Linked DNA regions of Pan troglodytes: all the other regions are linked to region 1. Evidence: chromatin contacts called from public Hi-C and HiChIP or PLAC-seq data. All regions are on one chromosome and are shown on one strand. Each heading gives the region's core, a stretch centred on a gene start, on an enhancer-like site or on the middle of the called end of the contact. The rest is flanking DNA. Distances are from core to core; before and after follow the strand shown. Region 1 overlaps ADGRV1 (adhesion G protein-coupled receptor V1). Region 2 has its middle 100 kb from the start of ARRDC3. Region 3 has its middle 42 kb from the start of ARRDC3.

Region 1 (2,857 bases), core at 333-2,832:
TAACTCAAGTTATAGCCTTTTCCAAATACACCTAGTCCACTGTTTTTCCAGAATTAACTCCTTATTGTGTCTGCCTCTTAAGAGTTTTCTTAATTGATTACTACCTGGCATTGTTAGTTTATTGTCCAGTACATAAGTTTCTTCAAAGATTATGGGATCATCATAAACTCACTTGCTATCATCTTAGCACTCTGAAGCTACAGTACAGATTAGCTTTCATAAAATATTTGGCCAATGTACGGTATCAATGAGTCGACAACTAAGAAAAAGTGGCTAGTTAACAATGCAAATTATTCACTTTTGGTTTAGATAAGATAGGCTTCTTGTACAACCTCTTATTTCTGGACAATTCCTTACCCCATGGGTATCTACCAAAGAGTGAGGAGGAATAAAGAACATGGTTTTCTTGCAAATTGCTCCAATATAAGGCTTTGTGAGAAGAAAAATTGAAACCAATGTCTAAAATAAGATTATTAGATTATTCAGGTTTTTCATGACTACAATTACCACGGAAAATTTAAAATCAATTGTATCATCACATATTGACTTCCAAAGTCATTACAATATTATGAGTTAACTCTGGATAGCATCTACTAAATGAAACATCAACATACACTCCTAACTTAGCTGTGGGTTTCATTTCATATGCACCTGAACTCAACTGGTGAGAATCTACCCTAAAGTTGCTGAATCTTCAAATTCCTAAGGATGTCTGCATGGCAGAGTGTTTGTGTTAAACATTTCTCCCAGTTTTGTCTCCAGTCCCTGTATTTTTGGTTGGGGGATGGGGTTGGCAGTGACTCCTAGAGTGAAAACCATCCAGCAGGTTTTAAATAGTTTTGGATTGCTGCCTAGTAGTAGTAAACCCTGAAATTAATGAGACAGAACTGATTTGAGAATGATGAGCTTGAAAGATACCAGAAGACCTATAATCACCTTCTTGCCCACTCAATTTAACTCATTCTTAAAAGTCATTCTCATTTTAAAAAATGGCTATTTGTATTTTAAATATTCACATGACTGATCATATAATGTTAATCAATTTGACTGCCTTTACTTAAGAAAGTCTTTTGTAACTTTAATTTTCACCAGGTGTTATAAAAGATATCCTGTCTCTATTTATTTAGAGCAAATGGAGTTTCTTTATGCACATTCTACAATATTGTAACTAGATATCGTTTTGAAGGAGTTTTATTTGCTTTGGATGGTGTTATCTGCTTAGACTTTTTTTTTTAAGTACTTTTCCTTGCCATGATCTTAGAAATTCTCTAGAAGCTGGTTTTGTTTTCATTTTTTTCTCAGGAAATGTCCAAAAGTAAGGATGCTATTTTACCAGTATCCACATTCAATTCTAAATGGGAGGGGGGAAAAAAGCAAATCTCAGGAGGGGAAATGCAAAAAGCACTGCTGTAGCACAAACAGCTACTTCTGTGTCTCCTTCATAGAAGAGTAAGAAGTTTGTGAAAACATTAGGCCTATAACCACACAGTTAAATTACATCCTCTAAATGGCCTTTACAGTGAACCTGAGAAATGAGGCAGTGGCTGAATGTAATTCCCCTCTGAGTGTGAATGCTCCTCCTTCCTGTGCTGGTCCCACCTCTTTTCTCTGTGTCATTACTAACTAGTGCCGGTTCAAACTGGCTGGCTCCAGCCTTTGCAGCATCCTTTCTCTCCTTCTGTGGGCTTTTGTTTGAGTTATAACAGAGCAAGGCTTTTTGCTTCCATGCAGTTTGTGAAATTAATCCACAAACTGAAAAACATCACAGTATATCACTCAATAATTTATTATTGACCTGGTTACCTGAAAAAAATACCTGGTACAAAATACCACCCTATTTATACCCAGTGCACATATATTTACAATTAAACAGAGCATTGTACTGAAACTCAGCCAACTCACCTGTATAAAGTCCCATTGCTGGCAATGGCCAAGTTTGGAATAAGAAGCAGCAGCAACAAAATCATGGATGATTCATAAATTCACAGTAAATGCCAACCATACCTGGCCTTTTGACTTAGCTTGGATTCTTAGTGAACACTAGACAGTAACACAGATAATATATTTTCTCTTTGTGGAATAGTTTGAACACTGAGTGTGCTCTTGTATTTCACAAAATCAAAGCAACTCATATTTTGGTTACAAGACAGAATCAGATTTATATCCAAGTCCTCAAAAGACAGTCAGTGAGGGGAGGTAGATTCTTAGCCTGAAATAACTGCAGTTCTTTTACTGCTCTGCTAGTCTGCAATAAATGCTAGGAGCTGTTTACAGGAACAGTTCTTCAGAAGAAAACAAGTCGACAATGCATTTTGAAGGCCTAAGGAAAATAAGAAGACCAAGTTATATGCTTGAGAAAACACGTTATTTCTGAACTATGTGAAGATATGAGGCTAGGTAAGAATGACAGGATCTTCTTACAGGGAGAGCTCTAAAATGGCATCAGGTTTGAAGGACAACATATATATGTCTAATCTCTCTTAATCTCTCCAGGAAATCAGATTATTGTCTATTTTCCACATGAGGCCACAGAGAATAATGGTCTAACTTATAGGGCTTTTCTAAGGTTCACATAACAGTAGGACAAGAAAGTGTTTAAAAACCTGGAAATCACTATTCAAGTATCACGTATTATTATTTTAAAGTCAAGTAAAAAAAGCAATTCTGCCACCTGTACAGCATCTAAATTTTCCCCTAAAAGGTTGTTTATGAATTCTAAATATTATTCCCAGATGAACAAGAGAGACTCTTTATCCTAAGTTATCATTTTTTCCACATTTGCTTTCATAGTACTTTATATCCTTGTCATTTAGAGCATTTTATTCACAGTAACATTAATCCACAAATATCTTCACAA
Region 2 (2,700 bases), core at 35-2,534, 340 kb before region 1:
ATAATTTGACTTTTTTTTTTTAAGGCTAGTGCATTAAGTATACCTCCCATTACAACTAGTTCAAGTATATGAGATTCCATTTCTGGTCCATATTACTCATTTTGCTTTCTTGGGCTCTGATCCTCTCTCGTATTTTCATGTTTCCTATTTGTATTTGTTTGGGGCTTTTCTCTCCTTTACAAAATTGGGTAGTCATGCTTCTCCAGTAACCTTGGTGAGTCAGTTCAACCTCTAATTACTTCAGTCTCCTTGCCTGCAAGAAAAGCAGTCAAACTACACGAACACTCTATTGTTTTGCATCATTTCACACGTACACAGGGATAAGGAGGGAAATAATTCTCCCAATGAAGCAGAACCACCGGTAACAGCTGGCACAACTTCTAAAGACCCAGTCTGCCTTGAAAAACAGCCGCAAATTGTCCCTAAATAATAATTACCCCACCTGTATCAGGACTATCTCACTGACTAGCTGCACTTCATGACACAATACCTGCTATTAACTCTCAGCATGGATATAAACATTGCCATAATATTTTTTAAAACCAACAATGTATCATGTGCACATTAGGACAACAGAATGTTAGTTAAGGCACAGAAAACACAAAGGCATGGCTACCCTGTTCTTTGGTGACTCCATATCTAATTATTACCAAACATGTCTCCAGTCTTTAGACAAATTTAGTTATTATAAGGGTGGTTGGACAAATAGCAAAGATTTGCTTTTCATTAACAAAGGGCACATCAGAACCGAGTTAATCCTTCCCAGTTACCCAACATTCAAAGCTTCTAGCGCAGTCACTTTCTAGTCATTTTAGAACCCAGAGCAGTGTGACGATTTGATGCTTAAGTTTCAACACGTTTTATTAATCCATTCTTCTGGTGCTTCATTTAAAATATTGGAAACTATAAAAAGATCAGCGTGTTAATCCTCTGCCAGGAAACAGGGGAAAAAAAGTTAAAAACCTAACAACAACACGAAAAAAAGCAAGAGCGCTGGAATCTCAGCTTTGAGGAAACACATGGGATGAAAGCATCCGCCCAAGCTCTAACCATTTGTCACATGGGACTCTTCCCCTCGGGGGTGAATCCTGGATGTCCCCAGGATGGAGCGAGGAGGTCGTGCGTGCGGGCGAGTGTGTGACTGCAGGGGGCCTTGGCGGCGCGAGGAGGCGACGCCGCCCCCTCCCTCAGGCGCAGGGAGGGTCTTCCAGGAAGCGGCGGATCTCTGCTGACTCCGCGGCTGCGGGCCCCGGGCTGCGGCCGCCCAGGCCGGCACGTAGCGCCGAGCGTGACTCAGCGCTGACTCATCGGACTCGCTGCCAGTGGATTTCCCCCGTCAGCTGCTCGCGCTACTCCTGTCGCCGGGAGCTCGCAGGACTTCGCAGATACCGCTGCCTCCTTAGTCTTTCCTGCACAGCAGAGCAGTCCTGTCGCTTTAAACAGAGCAAGCCAGCTTTCACTGCTTTTGAATCCCGACCGAGCGGGGCACTGCCGTGCTTTGTTTTCTTTGCCTTTAAGAGTGCAATAGTCCACTAATCAAATTCTTTCATCAAAAGCGTGTTGGGACAATTCCTGACATCGTCCTTCCACTGTGATTTGGAGGTGACCTCCACCCAGGTTTCACTTCCGTTGTACCCAGCTCTCGTCTTATTTTTGTCCCTCATTTTGTGAATTTATCCTCTCACTACGCTTGATAACTAACCTTGGCGCAAACCCACAATTGTGGTGACGCAAATCAGGTTGGAACTTGGCATCGTTGTGTGCGGGCAGTGAGGGACTTACTGTAAAAACTGGGGCCTTCATAAAGGCGTTCTTATTTGCCATCCTACTTGCTGATTAGATACCGTGCTCATTTTCTGTCTGCCACTCCCCTTTGAAAGTTCCTGAGACAGGCCGGGCGCGGTGGCTCACGCCTGTAATCCCATCACTCTGGGAGGCCGAGGCGGGCGGATCACGAGGTCAGGAGATCGAGACCATCCTGGCTAACACGGTGAAACACCGTCTCTACTAAAAAATACAAAAAATTAGCCGGGCGTAGTTGTGGGCGCTTGTAGTCCCAGCTACTCGGGAGGCTGAGGCAGGAGAATGGCGTGAACCTGGGAGGCGGAGCTTGCAGTGAGCCGAGATCGCGCCACTGCACTCCAGCCTGGGCGACAGAGCGAGACTCCGTCTCAAAAAAAAAAAAAAAAAAAGAAAAGAAAAGAAAAGAAAAGAAAGAAAGCTCCTGAGACAGATTTAGATGGACTGCTAAAACCTGTCCATCTAAATGGACCGGTTTAGATGGACCTCAGGAGCGGTCGTGCTCATTTCTTCTTCCCCAGAGTTCAATCTGCAGCGCGGCAGCAGGGCAGCATTTCTCTAACTTTACCGTGGACCGCCTGCATCAAAAGCGCCGCGGTAAAAATGCAGATTCTTGAAGCTCACTTCAAATTACAGACTCGGAATGTCCTGGCTGGGTGGGGGCATGGAGGCACCTGTCTGAGGTCGGGGCCTAGAAATAATCCATCGTATTAACCAACTACCTATCAGTGATTCTTAGGTACATTTAGGTTTGACAACTATAGCAAGAGGGCGAGGATGTGAGACATTATACTGGGTAGACTCTAGGACTCCTTACGATATAGAACACTGTGTTCTAAAATTGATGTTTAAGTTTTGATGGAAGGAAAAAATATTTCCAAATTTGGTTTTATATATTAT
Region 3 (2,700 bases), core at 8-2,507, 480 kb before region 1:
GCCTCCCTTGGCCTCCCAAAGTGTTGGGATTACAAGTGTGAGGCACTGAACCTGTCCTCCAAAGTTTTTAAACAATATGCTACATCCCCATACACCAAAAGAAAAGGTAAAAACTTAGAAATCTGATAGTAATTTGAGGCAGTCTATTTATTTGTTTAAACAATAAAACATTAATGTGGCCAAAATAAATCAAATATTTTATTACTCAGGGTTTTTTTTTAATGAAATCTCTGAAATTATCTGTTCTACTCCTTGTAATGGTCAAGGGACATCAAGTATTAGGTTCACTGAGCAAATGGATAAAATATGTGATGTAACTTAAGTAGTAATATTAAAGTTATATTCAAGGTATAGACACCTATACCTTAAACAAAGGTCTTGAACAAAGGATAAATGGCAGAGGTGTAGTCTAACACTATTTAACTGATTTTAACCACTAGGCAGGGGAAATGAGGGATATAAAAAGAAAAAATATGAACATTTCCACAGATTCTGAAATACTTATTTTTAAACATCCTGAACCTATTGCTAATCATCATATGAAAAAAATTACCTTGGCTGTCTCTTAGATAGGTTTGCTTCCATCTATTATTGATGCAAAATAAAATTTGAACAGAAGTTTTCTGAGGAGGTAGCAGAAAACTTTATTAGTATAAAACAAGAAAATATAAATTTTACAAAAGATGAAAGAAAGACTTTGCAATATGAAAGATCAATTCAATACTTCAAGAATCACTCTCCTGAAATAGGCATTTATGTTCAAAATATCAGAAAATTATCAAACTGCACTTTTCAGGATAAATTTGGCCAATAAATGTCATACAAAATAAAACTATCAATTAATAAAATCTGTCTTTCCATTAGTAGTAATAAAAAAATGGCCCAAATGTTTGGTATTATAAATTTTTCATCACACCTGAGTAACTTATACATCAAAGTGACACCATAAATAATATATATGAGAATAATCCACATTTGTCTTAGTTTGGATTTCCCCTAGCAGCATATTCTGCAACCAAGATTCCCCTGCAAGTTGTTGATTTGGGAGATCTAAGGAGACACTGGCAGAGTGAGAAGTCAGTGAAGTGTGTTTTATCAAAGCAGTTACCACTGTGGGAGACTTGAAGTTGGTGTAGAACATGCCCAACCTAGGGGCAAGAGAGCTGGCGTATTTATCCATTGGCTCTCATGGTTTGAGGGCTGCTCCCTACAAGTGTTGATTCGTGGACCCTTCCCACCTGCTGGGAACACAGGCAGGGTGCTCAGCCCAGAAGAAAGCCCTAAGGCAGTAGCAAAACCACTGCACTACAGGGGTAGGACCTGAGGACATACAGACAGTCGCTGATATGAGATATTTCAGAGCACAGGTCAGCAAACATTTTCTATAAAGGACAAGAGAGTAAATACGTTAGGCTTTGCAGGCCATTACAGTCTCTGTCACAGCTATGCAACTGTGGAGTTACAGCACAAAAGCAGCCACAGACGATACATAAATGAGCACGGCTGTGTCTCAACAACACTGTATTTACAGACACAAATTTGAATTTCATAGAATTTTCATGTGTTATGAGATGTTATTCTTCTTTTGACTTTTTTTCAACCATTTAAAAATGCAAACACTATTCTTAGTTTGCAGCCATGCAAAAAACAGACTGTATTTAGCCTTCAGGCCACAGTTTGCCAATCCCTGTTTTAGACTATGAAGATATTTACCAAGCACTTATAAAATCTCAAGGGAGATGACATTCAATTTGCAAGAATATCACATGAGAACATTTAATAACCAATTGAACACAAAATAGCCCTAGTGTTTCAAAAAATAATTTATTTTCATGTTGGTTCACTGCTATATGCTGGAGTTACTGACGAATTATTAAATGCAATGAACATGTATACAAAAATCCAAGTGGTACAAATTATCTCAGACTTATTTAAAAGCTGATAGAGTTCATCTCATTAACTTGTTCTTTTAAGGTAGAGTAATCTTATATCTGATGACTACTAAAACAAAAATGAGGCCGGGCATGGTGGCTCACGCCTGTAATCCCAACACTTTGGGAGGCGGGTGGATCACTTGAGATCAGGAGTTCAAGACAAGCCTGGCCAACATGGTGAAACCCCATCTCTACTAAAAATACAAAAAGTTAGCTGGGCATGGTGGTATGTGCCTGTAATCCCAGCTACTCAGGAGGCTGAGGCATAAGAATCACTTGAACCCGCAAGGTGGAGGTTGCAGTGAGCCAAGATCACGTTATTGCACTCCAGCGTGGGCAATAGAGCGAGACTCAGTCTCAAAAAAAAAAAAAAAGAATGACTATATCACAAAGTTTTTCAAGTGCACTGGGTTAATTTGCATACTTAAATTAACTGTGAAGTTTAAGTAATGCAATCTTAAAAAGCAACTGCAGACTACACTGGGCACACTGCCCATAGGGTAGCCCTGCTCTGCAAGGAGCAGTGAAAAAAAAAGGCAACTATAGAATGTCATTGTATAAAGGGATATCAGTGAACTGGCTGGAAGCTGGGGCTTCTTTGTCTTGGGCTGTTTGCATAACAAACACACTTTTTTCCTTATTCTATTGATTTATTTATTTTTGAAATGGGGGTCTTGCTATGTTGCCCAGGCTGGTCCCTAACTCCTGGCTTCAAGCAATCCTCCTGTCTCAGCCTCCTAGACTACTGGGAGCCATTGCACCCAGA

The links. Hi-C and Micro-C count contacts between places; a contact is called where the count stands out from the background. HiChIP or PLAC-seq counts read pairs in DNA pulled down with a chosen protein or histone mark.
Region 2: a contact with region 1 is called in an H3K4me3 HiChIP or PLAC-seq map of stem cell-derived excitatory neurons, with 6 times the contacts expected there. The contact joins two enhancer-like sites. A contact is called at or near these places in 1 of 7 Hi-C or Micro-C datasets (stem cell-derived neural progenitor cells) and 1 of 1 datasets of contacts at active chromatin or transcription factors (stem cell-derived excitatory neurons).
Region 3: a contact with region 1 is called in a Hi-C map of induced pluripotent stem cells, with 1.8 times the contacts expected there. The contact joins two enhancer-like sites. A contact is called at or near these places in 2 of 7 Hi-C or Micro-C datasets (blood and induced pluripotent stem cells).

The regions. Positions count from the first base shown.
Region 1 is chr4:25,205,444-25,208,300 of NHGRI_mPanTro3-v2.0_pri, forward strand. The region is part of intron 84 of ADGRV1 (adhesion G protein-coupled receptor V1); the gene reads right to left. Among named protein-coding and RNA genes, the nearest start is that of ADGRV1, 380 kb to the right of the region's middle. Within about 2 kb of position 1,583, at least 7 of the 24 cell types and tissues checked have an H3K27ac peak or open chromatin away from gene starts, as enhancers often do. A contact at or near this core is called in induced pluripotent stem cells, stem cell-derived excitatory neurons and stem cell-derived neural progenitor cells, where this site is marked.
Region 2 is chr4:24,867,672-24,870,371 of NHGRI_mPanTro3-v2.0_pri, forward strand. No RefSeq gene overlaps it. Among named protein-coding and RNA genes, the nearest start is that of ARRDC3, 100 kb to the left of the region's middle. Within about 2 kb of position 1,285, at least 22 of the 24 cell types and tissues checked have an H3K27ac peak or open chromatin away from gene starts, as enhancers often do. A contact at or near this core is called in stem cell-derived excitatory neurons and stem cell-derived neural progenitor cells, where this site is marked.
Region 3 is chr4:24,722,569-24,725,268 of NHGRI_mPanTro3-v2.0_pri, forward strand. No RefSeq gene overlaps it. Among named protein-coding and RNA genes, the nearest start is that of ARRDC3, 42 kb to the right of the region's middle. Within about 2 kb of position 1,258, at least 2 of the 24 cell types and tissues checked have an H3K27ac peak or open chromatin away from gene starts, as enhancers often do. A contact at or near this core is called in induced pluripotent stem cells, where this site is marked.